2 separate regions of the Mus musculus genome follow, and region 1 is linked to region 2. Evidence: chromatin contacts called from public HiChIP or PLAC-seq data. All regions are on one chromosome and are shown on one strand. Each heading gives the region's core, a stretch centred on a gene start, on an enhancer-like site or on the middle of the called end of the contact. The rest is flanking DNA. Distances are from core to core; before and after follow the strand shown. Region 1 holds the start of Zfp459 (zinc finger protein 459). Region 2 holds the start of Zfp595 (zinc finger protein 595).

Evidence for each region. HiChIP or PLAC-seq counts read pairs in DNA pulled down with a chosen protein or histone mark.
Region 1: a contact with region 2 is called in an HNF4G HiChIP or PLAC-seq map of pancreatic cancer cells. The contact joins the promoter of Zfp459 here to the promoter of Zfp595 in region 2. A contact is called at or near these places in 4 of 39 promoter capture datasets (hippocampal neurons, liver, macrophages and 1 more), 3 of 484 Hi-C or Micro-C datasets (CD4 T cells and embryonic stem cells), 5 of 115 datasets of contacts at active chromatin or transcription factors (effector CD8 T cells, embryonic stem cells, intestinal villus epithelium and 2 more) and 4 of 9 other capture datasets (adipose tissue, liver, macrophages and 1 more).

What each region holds. Positions count from the first base shown.
Region 1 is chr13:67,419,670-67,425,377 of GRCm38.p6, reverse strand. It overlaps Zfp459 (zinc finger protein 459), which reads left to right and starts at 3,960. Exons shown (of 4, transcript NM_177811.4): 1 at 3,960-4,036. It overlaps Gm33787 (a long non-coding RNA gene), which reads right to left and starts at 3,935. Exons shown (of 2, transcript XR_382593.2): 1 at 3,879-3,935; 2 at 897-1,826.
Region 2 is chr13:67,327,978-67,334,044 of GRCm38.p6, reverse strand. It overlaps Zfp595 (zinc finger protein 595), which reads left to right and starts at 1,485. Exons shown (of 5, transcript NM_177622.3): 1 at 1,485-1,578. The coding sequence starts at 1,573.

The sequences.
Region 1 (5,708 bases), core at 2,711-5,210, 89 kb before region 2:
TATCAAAATATTTTATTCCACAACTGAAGAAACATAATAGAGTACAATGTCAAGAGAAACCATAGAAATGTGATCGATGGAAAATCTTTTCCATTGACTGTTATCAGCATGAAATAGTTCCTACCGGAGAGCAACACCACAACTCTGAAGAGTGTGGCAAAATGTTTGCCTGTGCCTCCCAACTGAAGGGACATGGAACAATTCACTGTCAAGAGGAATCCTACACATGTGCCAAGGACTTTTGTACCAGCCAATAACTTCCTGTACGCATGAGAGCTCATACCAAAGAGAAACCACACAAGTGTAAACCACGTCCAAAACCTTTTCCTACTCTTATACCTTCTCCACAAATTATATCATATGTTATATATATATTTACTCTACTTTAGACCTTAAACACTAAAATATTCATACTGGAGAAAAACCATACAAGTGTGAAGAATATCTATCTCATTGCGTGCCCTAACTCTGTGTACCCACTATGTTATTTTTTAAAAAGCTTTATTTTATGTATGGAAGTACACTTTGCTCTCTTCAGACACACCAGAAGAGGGCATTAGATCCCATTACAGATGGTTGTGAGGTACCATGTGGTTGCTGGAAATTGAACTCAGGATCTCTGAAAGAACAGTCAGTGCTCTTAACCGCTGAGCCATCTCTCCAGCCCTAATTATTTTCGAAATGTTAATTACCTGTTAATGTCCATGAGCACAAATGCTAAGAATATGAGCAGATAACAGTAAAGACACATCTTTGATGTAATATCCCACCACTTTATAAACCAGTGTGTTTGAAATGTACCTTGATTAATAAATTTCTTTCTTCTGTGACTGTCAGTGTACCATCAAACTGTTACCATGCTGTTACATGGTTGTTCTGTGACCTGAATCTAAGTACTGGGCCATAGTATAGTTACTGTTGTCTTCCTGGTGGCATCACTCAAGCTTCTCTAATCACGTATCTGCCGAGTATGTAAGTTACTTATATTTCTCACCGAGTTGGACTTTGAAATCGTCGGCATTGGTGCCAGTCTGAGGTGAATGGGAATTAGTGGTTGTCTCCCCTGGAAACACTGACAGAACACATTGTCAGTCATGTTTGGTTCCAGTATATAGAATCTCTAATTCGGTTTAATTCAGAAAGTATTGTTTCTGTGTGTGTGTGTCTGTGTGTGTGTGTGTGTGTGTGTGTGTGTGTGTGTGTGTGTGTGTGTGTACTCTGACAACCTTAAGTCTCTTAGTGGCTTCACTTATACACCAAATGGTTTCCTCAGAAATTTAATTCATTGATTACACAGCTTTTCAAAATACATTTACTTCTAAAGTCTTCCTTGACTACTTAAGAATATTGAGAGAGGAACAAAGCAAGCAAACAACAATTTTTTGAGAACTGAAAATTAACACGCTGAAATTAGTTTTCTTTAAACTGAGTATCTTCTTCGCTAAGATGGAGTTGTAAAGCCTTGCAGTTACAGACATACCAGAAAGGACGGTTCTATTTGAATGGAATTCTGTTTCAGTTTGGCATAAGGTTAATAGAGGAGAAATTATTTCCTATACATGTTATATCAACCTTGGCTTTCTACAAAGGTTTAATTTCTCTGACCCTCTGCATTTCTTTGATATTTGGCATAAGATCACCATCTGTTTTTCTTTGGTTCTTAAAATATTGTGCAGCCTCTTGCTTAAGCAAAGGTGGTCCATCAAACGAGTTCTGGGCTGACAATTCTGTTCATGAAGGCAGGCACTTCACAGAGCTAAAATGCTTTCCTCTGTGTCTCTGTCATGAACCTTTGTTTCAGTACAATTCCTATCTTCACCACAATTCTGTAAAGAGCAGAACAACATCAGGATTCTTAAAACTGCCTACTTTTGCCTTCAGAATGGTACCAAGGCTTGCCATTAACTGTATGATTAGAGTCTATTCCTATTTATACAAGTCCCTTGTTTCTAAAGCAGAACATAAAAACCTAGCAGTTCAATTACAGTTTGTCAGCTTCTATGATTTCCCTAAGTTTCACTTCTTTAATATTTTTTGTCAAATTCTCTGACTCAAACTTCCTAACAATACTCATTAGTGATCTAAATGTGTGTGTGAATAATACATTCTTAAGAAAGACTCAATTTTCTGCATAACTGTTCTTTCCTAGGGAGTGACCACTAATTTCCTTCTTGTTTACACCAGCTTTTTATTATCGCAGCTCTAGCCTTTGGAGAGAGACCCTTTAACAGTGAGAAATATAAGAATAGCAAAAGGTGTTAAGCAAATTTCCATCGAGGGCAGTGGGGGGGTCTTCCGGCTTGACCAAGCACTGCACTTTGTCAACCATCTCCTTCAGCACACTTGGCATCACCATGGAACCATGTATGCTATCATGGGTGTAAAATAATAAACATTCTTACTCAGCTATGAACCTTGGAGTATAGTAAGGAAGATGAGCCTCCTGTTGCAATGGTGGCCTGATATTATTGGAGTAACCAGTCATCTTCTAATTGTATTTAAAGAGCATCCCACAGGCTGTATCTAATAACAGGTGGTGATGATGTGCAGGATAGGGCATAGTCTCCGGAATAGCTCCGGGGCCTCTCAGCAGGTAGCAGTATCTTGAAGAGGAACAGAGACACTGGCTGAACAATAGAGTGATCTAGGGAGGAAGGCTCCACCCTAGGTAATCTCCCTAGTGGCAGCAAGGTCAAGTTCTGGCTCAGCCAGCTTCAGGCTGAGGGAAGGTTATAGTTTTCTACCCAGAGATCCAGGCACCTCTCAAAATCTGTCAGAAAATATGAATTGTGTGGTAGATGGAGAATAACACACAAGCTCACATTTCCTGAAAGTGCAAGGAATATACCCTGTGGATGCACTGACCTAAGTGGGACACCGACATCACACCCCTAGTGCCAAACCTCAAGGATCCATGAGGGAGAAGTGATAGCCACAAGATAGTCAGAGCCAGGTATAGTGATGTCTACAGTGAAACAGCATTGGCCAGATATGTCACTGCCATTGCCTGCATGAACCCACTGTGGTTAATAAGTATGTGGACATCTGTAGAAGCTAAAACCAATCATAAAGCATGCATGGATGAGTGAGAGCCTTGTTATAACACACCCTGACTGGAGCAGCTATTGGCTATTGATCGCTTCTGTGCCTTTGTAAGTCTGCTGCTTTGCAATAAAGTTGAGCCTGGATCAGAACTTTTGTTTTGGCGGTTCCCAGACTCTCATTCAAGGTACCTACTTTGACTGATAGTCGGACTACACCAAACTGCTTTACCACGTATCTGTCTAAGTTTTGTTTTGTATTTACGTTTTCCTCTTATTTAGAAAGAAGGTGTACTTAAATTGTCCATTACAGCCTTGGATCCATTTGTCAGTAACCTCTGAGAAGCTAGGAGCGTAATCAGGCACACCAAGGCTGAGTTGAAAATCCCTTTTTAAAAGATAATTTTCATCTCTACATCAGCGTAGTGCTTCATTATTTTTTTAAAGTACAACTGAGTCAACATGATGTTTTTCCGGGGGTAGTAAGATTAAAATCAGAACACGTGGACCAGAAAGGACTTGTAAGCCTAATATTTCTGTGAAAGGCTCTACTCACATCCATACACCTCTTGTTGTGGCTGTGGAGTTGAAAACTGTAAAGAACACATGGCCTCAGAAGGCATTCTTCCCGATGCTGTAAACTGCACCGCGAGTGCAGCCTCTGTGCAGGCGGGCAGGGGCAGCTTACAGCATCGGGGAAAATGCCTTCTGAGGCCATGTATTCTTTACAAAAACCATCCTGACTCCCCGTGGTTGTCATAGGAACTCTGCATTTTCCTTCCACACTCTACTGCAGGTTTCCAAGAAGAAATCCAGGAACAGTAGAAGTTGCCCTACCTGGACTCCAGGAAGTTCTTCTCGCAATCCAGTACCCACGTGACTCCGACGTCACAAGCAAATCCCACCCGGCTTTTGGTCAACACTCGTCAATCTTCCCGAAAGTTGGACTGGAGTCCTGTGATGCTGAAGATTCCTGTAGCATCTCTGACTTAGAGGTTGGTCGGGGGAGCAGCGTAGCTTGGGGAGCTGGGTTCCGTCTCAGAGGGAGCGGACCTAGGCTAGGTGGGAGGGCGGAAGAAGCTGCATGGACTTGCCGCGCTGAACGGGCTGGGACAGGTGAGGTTGCAGGGCAGGGTAGGGGACTGGGTGTTTGGGATTGTGAAGGATTCTTTGGAACACTGCGTGCAGCCCGAGTCTACACCGGAGCAGGTAGGTAGCGGGGGAGTGGATAATAGTGCAAGTGCAAGAATTGCAAGCTAATAGTGGTAAGCTGACTACCTGCTCCTGTAATACCTGCTCTGCTGGGAAGCACACTAACCTGGTGCCCCATTCTCACCTGGCTGCTGTGAGATTCCTCAGTAAATGGGTTTTCTGGTTCCTCCGGCACTCCGTAGCCGGCCTATTGTAATGGTTTTGATTATATTCATTTTCTCTGCCATTTAAAGAATTAAGAATGATTTAAATACATATATATGATTTGCAACCGGTGGCATGTTGGGAAATTCTGTAACACAGAAGGGAGATCTGCCAGAAGGACCCGCTATAGAGAAGCTTTGACTAGGGCTGAGACAGCACACATAGTCAACACATGGAGGGAAAGACTACAAAGCAGAGTGCCAACCAGGGAGGCTGAAGCCTGTTTCACCTTGCGGGCTGCTTTTCTCAAACCTTTGAAAAGTCCCCCATCCCTAATTTAGGGTTGAGTAATTTGGGGGTGGTGGTGGTGGTAAGACAGGATGTTTGGTTAGCCCACAATGCTTGCCTCACCACGTCTTCATCTGGGCTAAATTGTTGAGCTAGTCCATGATCAGGGGGAAAATCTCACGTGGCCTTGTTTTAGGGGGCCAGGCTTTTGTGTCAGGTCAGCAGGGTGAGGAAGAGCTCACAGACCTGTGTGTATTCACGTGATTTAGAGAAAACAGGCCTGTGATCAAAAGAAGCTTGAGCCTTCTGTGAGGCACATTCCTGTTATCTCTGCATTTGTGAGGGGGAGGGGCAGGACCCTCTGGACATCCCCTGCTTGATAGCAAATTCAAGGCCAATGTAAGCTGCCTCAATCTGTGTCAGAAAACATTTAATCATGCTTGATGGACGTGAGAAATACTCTCTATGATTCATTCCATGTCTTCCAGTGAGAGCCGTGGAAAACCCCTGCAATCAACACTTTGGTGTCTTACAAAGTACACATGCTTCCCTTCTGCCGACCCAATCCATGTGGGATTCAAACTTTGTTTTCACTAACATGCTCTTGTTAAAGATGGTACATTTGGGTGATTAGTTGTTTGGATTTACTGTGTGAGGAAGGACTCTCCTCTTTCCCTTGCTTGAATATTCTGCCTATTTGCAGTGAATGTCCACTCTTTTTGGATAGTTAGTTTTAGATTCTGCCATGACCTGAGAATGCTTCCTTCTGGTCTTGCTTGAATTCTTCCAGTTGGCTCCTTCCATATCTAGGCAGAGACTCCATCATTTCCCCATCACCTTTCTGAAGTTCTTGACTGATGCAGGCTACTGTGGTTTAGTCCATGTGTCTTTTTCTGCATCTTCATCTGGGATACCTTCCTGTGTCCCTTTCCCAGAGGCTTAGCTGCTTATAGAGGCTTCTTACAGTTAGCTGAAACAAACCCATGTCCTCCACGGCCCCTCACACAGGTACTGCCGTCTGCA
Region 2 (6,067 bases), core at 236-2,735:
CAAAAACTGTCTGTAGGCCACATCACTATCAGCAACAAAGTCTTTCATATTCTTTCTAGGATAGCCCCTTCAGCCCCATTTGAAGCATTCTACTGCTTCCCAATCCAAAGTCCCCAAATCCACATTCTTCCAGACAAATGCGTGGTCATGCCTATCACAACAATACCCCACTCCTGGTACCAACTCCTGTCTTAGTTCAGTAAATAGTACATAGCCTAGTTGTCTTAGGGTTTTAGAGCTGTGAACAGACACCACAACCAAGGCAAGTCTTATAAAAGACAACATTTAATTGGGGCTGGCTTACAGGTTCAGAGGTTCAGTCCAATAATAAGGAGGGAACATGGCAGCATCCAGGCACGCATGGTACAGGAGGAGCTGAGAGTTCTACATGTTCATCTGAAGGCTGCTAGCATACTACTGCTCCCAGGGAGCTAGCAATGGGGTTTGTAACTTTGACTCAAGCATGAACTGCACAAGAATAAGCCTTCCAAAGAAGAGATGGGAATTCTCAATACTCCATGTTTCCAGTGTAACTTCTTTAATACAGTGATATCATTTGACAGTTATATGAACACATTTCTGATACCTTTGTATTCAAGAAGGAGTTATCTTGATGTTCTGCTTCAGAGAAATGTGGGAAGTTCAAGGCAGATACCACTGATGTTCAAATATGGTGAAATATGAATGATGACAGGATCATCAGAGACACAGGAAAATTAATAAGGAACATCAAACCTAACAAAGGAAATCCTATAGTGCACAATGGACCAAGGACGCTTGCCATCCTGTTGTTTCCAACCTTTTCCCCTTCAAACCTGTGCCCAGGGATAGTGGCCTAGCCTTGGTCCACTGTGCACTATAGAATTTCCTGTGTTAGGTTTTGATGTTCCTTATTAATTTTCCTGTCTCTCTGTACATATACCTCTGTGATCCCAAGAGCTCTGTCTGCCTGCCCCCTTCCCCTTGGGAGAGATGCAGGGGAGGAAAGCAGTGCTCAGAAACCACCTGGTGGTAATTAGCTTTGAATTTTAATTTGTTTCTCTTAACCACCTGAGATGCTGCAAGACAATCAGGGTCACCAAGGATGGTTTCAAGAGCATCTTCAAGAGATAATGCTCAGTCCTAAATTAGCTTCCATATTTTTAAGTAACTGATGAATTTTCCATATGGTAGTAAAATACTTTAAATTCCTTTAAAACCACAGCGTCCTAGCAGAAATAACTAGGAAACGTGGTAAACATCACTGTAAAAGGTTCGATGCACAGGCTAACATAGGGTGCTGCGACCACCGGACTTTAAGAGTCCAAATGCCCGTGTCTGCCCATCTGCAGATCCTTGTTTATTCCTAACTTAACCTACTCACGGGTGGCAGGAATTCTGGCGGACAACAAACTAGTTCTGTGGGTTCCTGGAAGTTCTTCGCACTGACTTGTGGGAAATGTAGTCCCTACCACGTTGACGTCACCAAAAGGCTGGCTGTTCTTATCAAACTTCCGCATTTGATTTTCAAACTTAAGCTTCTCCCCAAAGTTAGGCGTCTGTCCTGTTGAGCACTGCGTTTGGATCTCTGACATGGAGGTTGGTGCAGGGAACAGCGCCATCTTGCAGATCTGAGGGACTGTGCAGGGTGGCTGGTCGGGCGCTGAAGATGATTTGAGCTGACCTGGAGATGCTGTGCTGACCTAGGCTGGGCCACTGCCCCTGGGCACAGGTTTGAAGGGGAGAAGGTTGGAAACAACAGGATGGCAAGGGCAGGCTGGGTCTGCTGACTGCCTCTGCCTGAGATGCTGAAGGGAGCGCACTCATCTTTACTGGGGAAACGTGCTCTGCCTGTGCCTACATAGCTGTAGTCAGATTCTCGGGACATACAGAACACGTGGACGTCTAGTGCCTACTAAACTTTATATCCCGTCCACTACTCCAGTTTGATCTCACAAATCTTCCTAAAGTTCTTGATGTCCAGGGACAGAGAGACCTGTGAGGGTGATTGTTTTATGGAATGTTAGTTTCTTTTCCTTTGCAATGAATTGTTGGATTTATGGATGCCTCGAGTTGAAAAGAATTCTGAAGGTACAATCCTATACCTGAATCATCACAATACATGGCTACATAGACACAGAGTAATTTTGTAACTGGTATGAACCAGTGTTTGCCCAAATATGGAATTTGCCCTTCTGCTTAAAAATCGTTAGACAATAATCCTCTTAATAAGTGTTCTGTCCAAAATTTGGACTCCTTTTCAAATATAAAAGATGAGTTGATGTGTGTGTGTGTGTGTGTGTGTGTTTGTTTTTTTCAGGGTTTCTCCACCACAGCCCTCCCCCCTATCTCAGGTGATCTTGCTTATATTGTCACTTTTCAGTCAAACCAAGGGTTAGTGAGCCAGAGCCTGGCTCGTGGCATTCAAGTCTACTCCCAGAAATCATGGGCTTCAGACCACCTTGTCCTATCTACTGGGATTTTCAATGAGTTTCTAACCATACCTAGGATAACAGACATTTCCTCGTTAACTTTGCTAATCTGTAGAAAAAAAAAATAACAGTATATGAAGTCGGAATCGCAATGCTGCCTTGTACATCAAAACATGTTCCTTACAAAGTAGAGAGAGTACAGCATTGTGCTCATATACAATTTATAGGCACCTTATGTTCATATATATTTTTAATTAAACAGCTCTATGACAGAAAAGAGAACTTAAGTGTAATTCTATGACACATTTCTGTCACTTCTGCTTTTTGGGGAGGAGTCAGGAATCCAGAGAATCAAAATCATCGTCTCCTTTATAGCCAACTCAAAGTGAGCCTAGGCTACATGAGACCATGTGTTTTAAAAAGATTCTTAGAACATAGCTTTTCTTTTTCTACGTGGTAATTACTTCTGGTTGGTCTCAGTTCTGAGCACCAGTGCCCTGATAGAAATCCATCCAATTGACATCTTCTAATTATGAAAACTTACAAATGGGCTGTAAGAAGTTCCGTCGAATGTATTTGAAATGTTACATCCAAATTTTCACTAGTATCCTTCTGTTAATGACTAGTGTTTGGGGTTAGAAACCTGATTGCATTTCTTGTGTGGGAAAGGATTCCATCTTTGTCTGGCTTGAGTATTCCTCTGTATTTGCAGGGAATGGTTGTCATCTTTGCATCATCTTCTCTGTTGTTTTCTGTCATTACCCCCCTGGTGGTTTCTTATGATTTTAAATGAATTTTCCCAGAACAGCATTCTGGCTCTACAGATGGAAAATGATAACCACATCTACCACTGTACTTCACATATGGTATCACCACCATCCAGACAGTAATCTGTGGGATTCCTTCCTCTTCCTCTTCCTCTTCCTCTTCCTCTTCCTCTTCCTTTTCCTCAGGGAGGAGTCCAGTCTCCTATGCTTGCAGTCCTGACCTTTTTCTTGCAGGCTCTTATTTCCTCCTAATGTTACTGTGACTGATGATATGAATCAGACTGACTATGTTGGTGTTTTGTGGAGCCCATAGCCACTCCTGATCCTACAATACTTCCCCCTACTCTTCAACGAGTGTCCCTGAGCTCCTTGTAATATTTGGCTGTAGTTCTCTGCATCTGTTTCTGTCAGATGCTGGTAGATACCATTCTCCTGTCTGCAAGACTAAACAGAGTATTAGTAATGGTGTTAGGCATTGGTTCTTGCCCAGAAAAGGGGTTGCAAATTGGGGGTAATCAGGGGTTGGTCATTTCCTGTCTCTTCTCTGTCTTTCTCCCTGTACTATTTGTAGGTATGACACATTTTGTGTCTAAGGTTTTCTTCACAGGTTGGTGTCCTTATCTTTTCAATTGGAACCCTACCTGACTACAGGGGAAAGCCACTTTACTTTCCAAATTCCCCACTGCTAGGAACTCAGCCAGAGTCACCCCCATAGAATCCATGGAGCCTCTTGCATCCCTGATCTCAGACTTTTTCCAGAGATCCCCCCTTCCCCTGCCCACCATCAAATTCCATTCACTCTTCTGGTCCTCTCTCCCAGAATCTCCCTATCGTATTCCCTGCCCACGTCCAACTGTCCATCCACGTCTGATGACTATTTTATTTCCACTTCTGAGTGAGATCCAAGCATTGTTCCTTAAACATTCCTTGTTACTTAGCTTCTTTGGATCTGTATATTACAGCACGTATATCCTTTAATTTATGGCTAATATCCACTTCTAATATGCATACCCATTTGGGTCTGGGTTACATTTCTAGTTCCATCCATTTGCTTGCAAATTTGATGATGTCCTTGTTTTACTGATTCCTTGTGAGATATCTGGATTGTTTGCAGTTTATACCTATTGTGAGTAAAGCTGCTATGAACACTGTTGAGCAAGGGTCCTTGTGGTGTCCTGGAAGATCTTTTGGGTATATGCCCAGCAATGGTATAGCTGGGTCTTAAAGTAGAACTATTTCCAGTTATCTGAGATACTGCCAAACTGATTTCTATAGTGGTTGTACAAGTTGGCACTCCCACCAGCAATGGAGGAGTGTTCTCCTTGATCCACATCCTTGCCAGCATGTGCTGTTACTTAAATTTCTGACCTTAGCTATTCTGATGGGTGAAAAGTAGAATCTCAGAGTCACTTTGATTTGCATTTCCCTAATGACTACATATGTTGAACCTTTTAAAAGTGTTACCTAGCCATTCCTCTAGTTCTCCTGTTACCTAGAAATTCCTCTGTTGAGAATTCTCTGCCTAGCTGAGTACCCCATTTTTTAAATGGGTTACTCAGTTTGTTGATGTCTAACTTCCTGAGTTCTTTGTTCATTTTGGATATCAGCTCTCTGTGGGATTGGCAAATACTTTTTCCTATTCTGTAGGCTCATGTTTTATCCTGTTGACAGTGTTCTTTGCCTTTTAGAAGCTTTGCAGTTTCACAAGGCACCATTTATTAATTGTTGATCTTAGTGCCTGAGCTATCGGTGTTCAGGAAGCTATATCCTATTCGAATGTATTCAAGGTTACTCCACATTTTCATTTCTAATAGATATAGTGTATATGTTTTATGTTGAGGTCTTTGATTCACTTGGTCGTGAGTTTTGTGCAGGGTGATAAATATGTATCTTTTAAAATTCTTCTACATGCAAATATCCAGTTAGACCAGCACCAATTCTTTCTTTTTTCCAGTGTATGGTTTGGGATTCTTGTCAAAAATGAAATGTCCATAGGTGTGTAGGTTTATTTCTGGCTCTTTTTTTATTCCACTGATCAACATGTCTGTTTCTACACCAATACCATACAGTTTTTATTACTATTGCTCTATAGTATATTAAGAAATCAGGGATGGTGATATGTCTAGAAGTTTTTTTATTGTCCAAGTTTGCATTAGCTATCTAGGGATTTTTGTTTTGTCATATGAAGTTGAGAATGGTTCCTTCAAGGTCTGTAAAGAATTGTGTTGGAATTTTGATGGGAAGAACATTGAATCTTTAGATTGCTTTAGATAAGGTGGCCATTTTTTACTATGTTAATCCTATTTATACATGAGTTTGGGAGATCTTTTTATCTTTTGATATCTTCTTCTTCTTCTTCTTCTTCTTCTTCTTCTTCTTCTTCTTCTTCTTCTTCTTCTTCTTCTTCTTCTTCTTCTTCTTCTCCTTCTCCTTCTCCTTCTCCTTCTCCTTCTCCTTCTCCTTCTCCTTCTCCTTCTCCTTCTCCTTCTCCTTCTCCTTCTCCTTCTCCTTCTCCTTCTCCTTCTCCTTCTCCTTCTCCTTCTCCTTCTCCTTCTCCTTCTCCTTCTCCTTCTCCTTCTCCTTCTCCTTCTCCTTCTCCTTCTCCTTCTCCTCCTCCTCCTCCTCCTCCTCCTCCTCCTCCTCCTCCTCCTCCTCCTCCTCCTCCTCCTCCTCCTTCTTCTTCTTCTTCTTCTTCTTCTTCTTCTTCTTCTTCTTCTTCTTCTTCTTTTTCAAGACAGGGTTTCTCTGTATAGCTCTGGCTATCCTGGAACTCACTTTGTAGACCAGGCTGACCTTGAACTCAGAAATCCACCTGCCTCTGCCTCCCAAGTGCTGGGATTAAAGGCGTGAGTCACCACTGCCCCGCATATTCTTTCTTTAGAGATGTGA